Regions from separate parts of the Mus musculus genome. Here region 2 is linked to region 1. The links are chromatin contacts, called in public Hi-C maps. All regions are on one chromosome and are shown on one strand. Each heading gives the region's core, a stretch centred on a gene start, on an enhancer-like site or on the middle of the called end of the contact. The rest is flanking DNA. Distances are from core to core; before and after follow the strand shown. Region 1 holds the start of Eif2b4 (eukaryotic translation initiation factor 2B, subunit 4 delta). Region 2 overlaps Gckr (glucokinase regulatory protein).

Region 1 (3,893 bases), core at 762-3,261:
CAAATTCCTCGTAATTCTACTATTGTACTAGTATTTCTCACAGAGATAAGTTTCCACATTTCTTTACTAATATGGAAAGTTTAAAGTCCGTGATGGCTATTCGCTTTGCTGGTTAAGTAACATCAGACCAGAGACTTCCTAAATCTAACCATTAAGATGGGGCGTTTGACAGAGCCACCTGACTTCAATCTCTCCCCGTGCGCTCACAGCAGCCTAGAGTTTACCCGTGCACTCACCAGCTTGCATGTACTTCTCCAACTGCTCTCTCCTCTGCTCCACCTCTGCAGGGGTCAAAGAGAACAGCTTCTTTGGGGGGAATGCAGGAACCACGTTGGCCCCATACTCCTTCCGAAGCTATGGCGAGAAAGAGATACAATTCTTCACATAACACAGGAACTGAGTGGTGACAACTAAGACTCACCCAAGTCCTCCTGGGTTCTTCTAACAACTCTTTAAAAGACGTGTGACAAAAGATGACTTTGGCAGAGTCAGGACCCCCAAAGATCTTAGGTATAAATTCTTGTATGTGTTCATGTGAAGACATTATAGGGTGATTTTTCATGGGGTCCTGGGTCCAGGAGCCCTTTGATTTACATAGCAAGACTGCTCAGTAGAGAACATTTATAGGGAACACTTATGTGCACAGATAATAAAGTCATAGCATACTCAAGTGTGTTGAAGGGACTTTGCTGATCCAAGAATCTACTTTTTATCTGGAGAAACTGAGGCGGGAAGAAATTAACTTGCTCAGGACTGACATCTAGTAGAAACAGGGCTCTCTAGAGATTCACTATCTATACAGAGCTCACTATCTGGTGAGGGGGGAAACATTTGGACATCTTATACACTGATGGGACCAAGAACACACAAGGAAAGCAGCGAATGGTTTGTATTAATCCGGGGAATGAATTCCCAAGTTATAGTTTAGGTGCCAGAAGGAATGTGCTTTGACTAACAGGGTTCAGTTTTTCCATGCAGGGGCAAAGGATGAAAAAGGAGACAGCTCAGAGAAGGAAGGATGTGTGAGTATAGGGAAGTACAGGAACTGTGAGAGACAAGCCGCTCAGAGAGTTTCCGGAAATGTCACGCTAACAAAGTCCACCTTCCACTGTAGCAGTGATTATAGGGTGATGTAATGAAAGGGGATTAATGTCCGTGGGTATGGAAGGGCTTGAAGCTGCATCTAGACAGGGTTGTTAGTCCCACCTGCTCGTGCAGCCCCAGAAGCTGGCTGTAGCGCACCCGACAGTGCAGGACTCCATTCACGTGAATGTTATAGGCCTGAGGACACAAAAGCAGGCAAACATCTCAGGATCGACGTGCAAACCACCTCTTGCCCCAGAAACCTGTCCGGAAGTTGCCTGACATATCCGTCTGCGCAACGCTCCGAGACTTCCCGGGATTTAGCCTGTTTTTCCCCCAGGGCCGGGTTTCAAGCAGAAGGCCCAGTCCCGAGGACACTCGGGCGCTTGTGCGGCAGTATCCCTCCCGGAGATGACAATAGTGCCCACCGCCAGAGCAGTCGCGGCCTGGCCGGGGAAAGAAGAACCTATTGGAGCTTGGGGTGGCTTAAGTACGAAACTGAGACATGAGATGGCTTCCAGTGAGGTTCGAAGGCTGGAGGCCGCTCCGAGAGCTCCGGCCCGTTATCCCCGCCCTGGCCCAGCTTCTAGCACCTCCTCACCACGTAGGCGGAGCCGCCGCTGTCCCCACTGCGGGACTCCGTTTCAGGAATGGAAAAGTGCATGTTCCCTAAGGCAGAGCTCCGTACTACCAGGTTCGCAGCGCCTCTGCTCGCTTGCCTCTGCCACTCAGCGCGTCTCCGCAGCCCAGCTCGCCATTTTGGTGGGCCTGAACTCCGAGGTGGGAAGGCTGTAGGATGACGGCTCTGCGAGCAGCAACCTCGGCATGCTGGGAGCTGTAGTCGAGCGCCGGAGACGCTCCTAATTGGGAACCCAACATCCTTTGGTCCTCACCGCGACCCGTAGTCCTGGGCGGGACCCAGTGCACGCCGGAAGTTGTAGTCCGCTGGGGACTGACTCCGCGGGAGGCATCAGGGGAGCCAGCAGCCCAGGTGGCGCTGTAGTGTGAGTGACCTCGGCGGGAGGAGCCTAGGACCCACAGTCATGGCTGCGGTGGCGGTGGCTGTTCGCGAAGGTGAGTGAAGGGCTAGATGCACCAAGTGGTAGAAGAGCAGATGAACACTGGATCGCTGATGCGGGGTCCGGAGCGCCTTTGGGCCTTGCCGCCGGGTTTCTGCACGTCGCGGGACTCTGGTTTACAAGATCTAGGGCGCAGCAGGGTGCTGCTTGCCGGCTGTTCCCAGAAGGGTGACTGACCCTTTTCCTCCCACGCCTGTCCTTTGATCCTGCCGCGCAGTGCGTCCCCACGCGGATCCCAGAGCGCCTCGCGCCCGGCAGCCGAGCTGTGGTCATGCCAACCCAGCAGCCAGCTGCGCCGACGAGTCTCCCCAAGTCCTCCCGGAGCCTGTCTGGCTCACTCTGTGCCCTGTTTTCTGATGCAGAATCGAGATCCGAGATGAAGACTGAACTTTCTCCTCGGCCCGGGGTAAGTGAGGGAGAGACCTCCTAAGTCGCCTGTCAAGAGCTACACAGAAAGCTGTGTCACCTTCATTTGGCCCCATCTCCCATCCTTTTCAGTTCATCTCTTAGTAGAACTGGGAGATTTTACAGAGCTTAACGGTGTGTGACTATGACTGAAGAAGTTTCTCTCCTTACTTACGTAGACTTGTAACAGAAGTCAGAGAGTGTTAGGAACTTAACCTTGGGGGAATCTAGTAAGCATCTTGATAAACCTTTGGAATGGCCTGGGGTAGAGCAGTTCCCGTGTCTGTGTCTCAGGCAGCAGGGCGGGAGTTGACCCAAGAAGAGAAGCTTCAGCTTCGAAAAGAAAAGAAACAGCAGAAGAAGAAACGGAAGGAGGAAAAGGGGGCAGACCAAGAAATTGGCTCTGCTGTGTCTGCAGCTCAACGGCAAGGTGCGGGGACGCTTTAAACGGCCGGGGGTAGGATGCTGGATGAGGGATTTGCAAAGGGAGATAGAACAAAGTTGGTTTGAGCAAGTACAAAAGCGGTTACTTGGAAGGCAGAGCCTGATGGTGCTGGCTGGTGGTGGCTTACAGCACACCTTTAACCCCAGCACTAAGGCCAAAGCAAAGGCAGGTGGATCTCTGATGAATTCCAGCCTCAGTCAAAAAAGGAAAAAAAAAAAAACTTAGATAAGGTAAAAGGGAAACTAAGGCCAAAGCAAAGACAGGTGGATCTCTGATGAATTCCAGCCTCAGTCAAGAAAGGGAAAAAAAATAGATAAAAGGGAAACTTTGGTTGGGGCAAAGAGATCACCGTCCTAGAGCCCAGGCACCTCTTCCCTCTGTATTTCATAGACCCAATCAGAGAACTCCCAGGACCTGGTAGTCAGCTGGGAGGTACTGCTGGGGAGAAACTTCCAGCTGGCCGGAGTAAGGCAGAACTTCGCGCCGAAAGGAGAGCCAAGCAGGAGGCAGAGCGGGCCCTGAAACAGGCAAGAAAAGGGGAACAAGGAGGCGTCCCTCCTCAGGCCTGCCCCAGCACTGCTGGAGAAACCACCTCAGGTATCTCTCTCCTCTTCATTCTCACACTCCACTTACCCAAACGCTCCCGTTTCGAGATGTATAGAGTCTTGAAAGCATCTCCCTAACTTTTAGGAGTGAAGCGTGTCCCCGAGCACACCCCAGCTGATGACCCCACACTTCTGAGGAGGCTCCTTAGAAAGCCAGATCGACAACAGGTAGGAAGTGGGTTTGGTACCTGGAGAATTGCCCTGGGCAAAGAAAAGATCTGGAAAAGCACGGAGTATTGGGATCAAATAGCCCACCCAGTCCCGTTTGATGATGTC
Region 2 (3,893 bases), core at 732-3,231, 130 kb before region 1:
GAGGTGGGGTCAAGAGCTGAGAAAAACCTCCACCGAAGTTGGAAAACTCTTGTGCGAAGAGCCCTTCTCTTGCTCTTTCTTGATACCGCTCAGAAGCACAACAGAAGACCCCTTGTTGGTATCTTTTTTGCTTCTGTAGCTTCTGTCACAGTCGTACCTCCTCACCCCACCCCTACTCCATCCATACAAGCCTCCAAATGGGAGCTCCAAGTAACAGGGTATCTCTGAGCTTTGTAAACTCGGTGTCCGAAGTTGCTTAAGATTCTCAGAAAGAGTTTATTGAACAGCCAGCCGGGGAAGGGTACCTTTTCCTTCTCGTGGGCAACCTGGACATGGCAGGAGATGGGGGCCGCGCGGACATCATTCGACAGCGGTTGAGGGAAATGTATCACTTGAAGAAGACTCTCAATGCAGCGAGCCTTGGACTGTCCTGAGAACCTCTGAGGAAGAAGCAATGAGGTAGATGCCTAGGAGAACTGAACATCGTGTCACAGGAAAGGACGAGGCGTGAGAGAGTGGGGGCTGCAATCCTGAACACTGGCTGAAGACGCTGTTCCTTCTGGCAGTATCAAAATCACGAGTTATAAAGAAAAACTGGGTTTTAAGGAGTTGGAGGTAAACCATCACCTGCCCATAATGAATGGGAAATTGGTGAGATTTACAACTGAGTCCCAACAACCCCACAGGTCAATGATCAAGGAATAGCAACCTTCAAGGCCATCCACCATGCTCTCTGGCCAGCAGCATTCTCACCCCTCTCTGGCATTAGCCCCTTTCTTTTCCTCTGGATAACTGTTAGTCTCCATTCTGGGGGCCATAAGATATAATCAAGCCCAGCTCACATCCCATCCCAAAGCCAATTTGACAACACTCAAAGCAGGTGGACAGAGCACCCTTTCCCATGGAGGATGGTGATTGGGTCAAGGTTGTGCACCTGACCCAAGACAAGCCAATAGGAGCCCTCTGCCAGGCACTCCTTAAGTCACCAGGGACAGAGAGACTCCTTCCCACTGAGGATGCTAATTGCCAGAATGTTAGACTAGCTAACTTTAACTTAGAGAGATACAAGTTGGGTTTCTTTTTTGCTTTATTTGTCTTTATTTTTTTTCTTTGTTTTGAGACAGATTTTCTCTGTGTAGTTCTGGCTGTCCTGGAGCTCAGAGATCTGCCTGTCTCTGCCTATGGAGTTGGGATTAAAGGTGTGCACCACCACCACCCTGTTAAGAGTTGGATTTCTGTTGCATCCTTGAAACTTAAAGAAATCACCTGGAGGTTATAGTTTCACACTCATGTATGGGTCAGGGGCACAGAGGTCCTTGTACTCACCCAAAGGCACTCAGGAAACCAGGATTGTTAATCATGCATCTTTATCTCCTCAATGAAGGAGATAAAGATCAAATACCTGCATTCCATCCAGAAAGTAGATAGTGGATTTTTTTAACAACCTGGTGACCATTTGCTGTCTGTGGAGGTTGACCTCCCTCACCATTTGATATAGAGACAGACCTCACCCAAATTCCCCAGAATGTTTATCCTAGACTCCTCCCTCCCTAGGCTATTACCATCCTTAGGGAAGATGTCACATGTAGGTAATGGCCTACTGATCTCTATGCTCAGAGACCACACTAGATTCTAGGCCCTTTAGCTATAGAACCCAGCCTCATGGTCACAAGCACTTTGTAGAAGAGTTTCTATGTAGTCACACCTTAAGTTTTGTTGTGGGCCTGGAATTGGACTGATTGGATTGATTGTTGCCTGGAAACCTTTTCCAAAACTGTACTGTGTTTTAAATGTGCCCACAGTGAACCACTTGGCTTTAGTTAGACTCCCTGAAGTCTGATCCAGTTTGATACTGTCAACCTACACTGGGTTTGCATTCTCATCTATTCCCACTGTTTGCTTCCCTATATGACCCCTGCAGGGACCCCTCAGTGTACCTGTGTGTGAATGCATGCAGACCAGAGGTTATGCCTGAGAAAGATGTGAGAAAATAGCCCTGGGCCTAAACCCTCCCTGAGTTTGCAAAAATACTTTCTGTGGCCATCTAGGTTTGGGGCCTCCCATCACGCTCTGACCTGCAACATGGCCAGTGCCCTCCAGAAGAGTTTGGAGTTGGCGATGCGGAGGTCCAGCATGTGGTTCTGTAGGATCTTCCCCAGCAGCACATGGGCCCCAGTACTCACTGTATTCAACACCCACTTGGTGCTTAACTCACGCTGGAACTTCTAAAATGCAAACACACAGGAACATGGGAAGTTAGAGGCTGGGAAAAGCCTCGGGATGAGAGAGTCGCCTGTGGTAATAAATCAGACACCAAAATGCAGATCATTCTTTGTTTGATGTGACCAGGCTTTAACAATCTTTTTGACTTTTTGTTCTATTCTTGTGAGAGCTAAACTTAACCCAGAAGCCCCAGTTGCCCAAGGTCAGATTACTTCTGAAATGCTAGAGCTGTTTTTATAACAAGACACCTGTTTTCACTTCAGTAAACAAGACTGCTTGCCACAACTGCCTAGCATGTGCTTGATCACGGGTAGGTGGCAGGTGTGTAGGCAGGAAGTACATCAGAACGTGTGCTTGCCCCTGATTGGAAGAAGGCAGGATGTACAGAGCCACATGAGTTTGGCCTTTATAAGCACCCGATTAATGTAACTCAAGGACACCTCTGGCAGCCCAGGGTATGGACAGAGCTAGAGTCCACCCTCCTGGCTGGTATTTAATAACTATTGCTTTACTTAGACAGTCATGGCCTTGGTCTTTCTCGTAGACATTTTCAGGTTTAACATTCTACTTTATTTTTAAAAACAAGCTATTGTGTTTTAACGTGGATGCATGTATGTGTCTTCGTACCGCACGCATGTTGTGAACTTGGAAGCCAGAAGAGGGCATCAGATTATTTGGAGTTGGGGTTACTGACAGTTCTTATCTGCCATGTGGACGCTTCCAGTTAAACCTGGGTCTTCTGGAAGAGCAAGAAGTGCTCATAACTGCTAGGGCATCACTCCAGCCCCCAGATTTTTATTTGACTCTTGGGGGATCCATAGATCCTATGATGTGGGAGGAGGAAATTACTGGGCACTTATCTACTAGTCACTCTGAAGGCAGAAGTGGTGCCTAATTCTATTCCAGAGTCTCAGTCCTTCTGACAGTATGAAATTGTCATAAAAACCCTTGGAAGAGTATATGCTAGAAACGTTTTTGTTCATCTTTAAATGATTGTCTTTATATTGTGTTTATGTGTGTGTGTGTGTGTGTGTGTGTGTGTGTGCCCGTGTGACACAGAATGGCCGTGGACATAAGAGGACAACCAATGGGAGTTCAGTCTCTCCTTCTACCACTTAGGTCCTAAGGATTGAACTCAGATCATCATAAGATTTGGTAGCAAGCACCTTTACTCACTCAGCCATTTTACCTCCCCGGCCTTTCGTTGTTGGCTTTTTTGTTTTCTGTTTGGTTTTTGAGTTTGGGGTTTTTTTTTGAGACAGAGGCTCACTGTGTGATCCAGTCTGGTCTCAGCCTCCCAAGTGCTGGGATTATAAGTATGCAGCAACACACCTAGATATACAAAGTCTATTAATATCATTATCATTATCATCATCATTACATGGATGGCAGGGATTGAACTTGATTTCCAGGCACCTGCAGCAAGCGTTTTACCACTGAGCCATCTCACTGGCCCTTTACTGAAACATTTAACAAGTACAAGACATGGATTGTTTGGTGCTCTGTCATCTAGGACAAAGGAGTGCCAGTTGAGGAATCATTTTTCATCAGATTGGACTGTAGGCATGTCTGTGGGGCATGTTCTTGATTAATGATTGACATGAAAGGCTCCTCCTGTGTTAAATGACATCCCTGAGCAGGCAGTTCTGGGGCATAGAAGAAAGCAAATT

What was found. Hi-C and Micro-C count contacts between places; a contact is called where the count stands out from the background.
Region 2: a Hi-C map of double positive thymocytes shows a contact between it and region 1, with 2.8 times the contacts expected there. The contact joins the enhancer-like site here to the promoter of Eif2b4 in region 1. A contact is called at or near these places in 6 of 39 promoter capture datasets (Sertoli cells, cancer-associated fibroblasts, embryonic stem cells and 3 more), 5 of 15 datasets of contacts at CTCF or cohesin (CD8 T cells, the G1E-ER4 cell line, embryonic stem cells and 2 more), 49 of 484 Hi-C or Micro-C datasets (B cells, CD4 T cells, CD4 single positive thymocytes and 29 more), 30 of 115 datasets of contacts at active chromatin or transcription factors (the 230-238 cell line, DN3 thymocytes, the HPC-7 cell line and 19 more) and 5 of 9 other capture datasets (adipose tissue, embryonic stem cells, liver and 2 more).

Annotation. Positions count from the first base shown.
Region 1 is chr5:31,191,257-31,195,149 of GRCm38.p6, reverse strand. Eif2b4 (eukaryotic translation initiation factor 2B, subunit 4 delta) reads left to right here and starts at 2,011. Exons shown (of 13, transcript NM_010122.2): 1 at 2,011-2,157; 2 at 2,525-2,568; 3 at 2,862-2,997; 4 at 3,403-3,609; 5 at 3,703-3,785. The coding sequence starts at 2,127. Snx17 (sorting nexin 17) reads right to left here and starts at 1,846. Exons shown (of 15, transcript NM_153680.2): 1 at 1,685-1,846; 2 at 1,207-1,281; 3 at 237-354. The coding sequence starts at 1,747.
Region 2 is chr5:31,322,904-31,326,796 of GRCm38.p6, reverse strand. Gckr (glucokinase regulatory protein) reads right to left here. Exons shown (of 19, transcript NM_001374741.1): 17 at 2,076-2,225; 18 at 306-440. Among named protein-coding and RNA genes, the nearest start is that of Gckr, 27 kb to the right of the region's middle. Within about 2 kb of position 1,981, at least 7 of the 459 cell types and tissues checked have an H3K27ac peak or open chromatin away from gene starts, as enhancers often do. A contact at or near this core is called in double positive thymocytes, where this site is marked.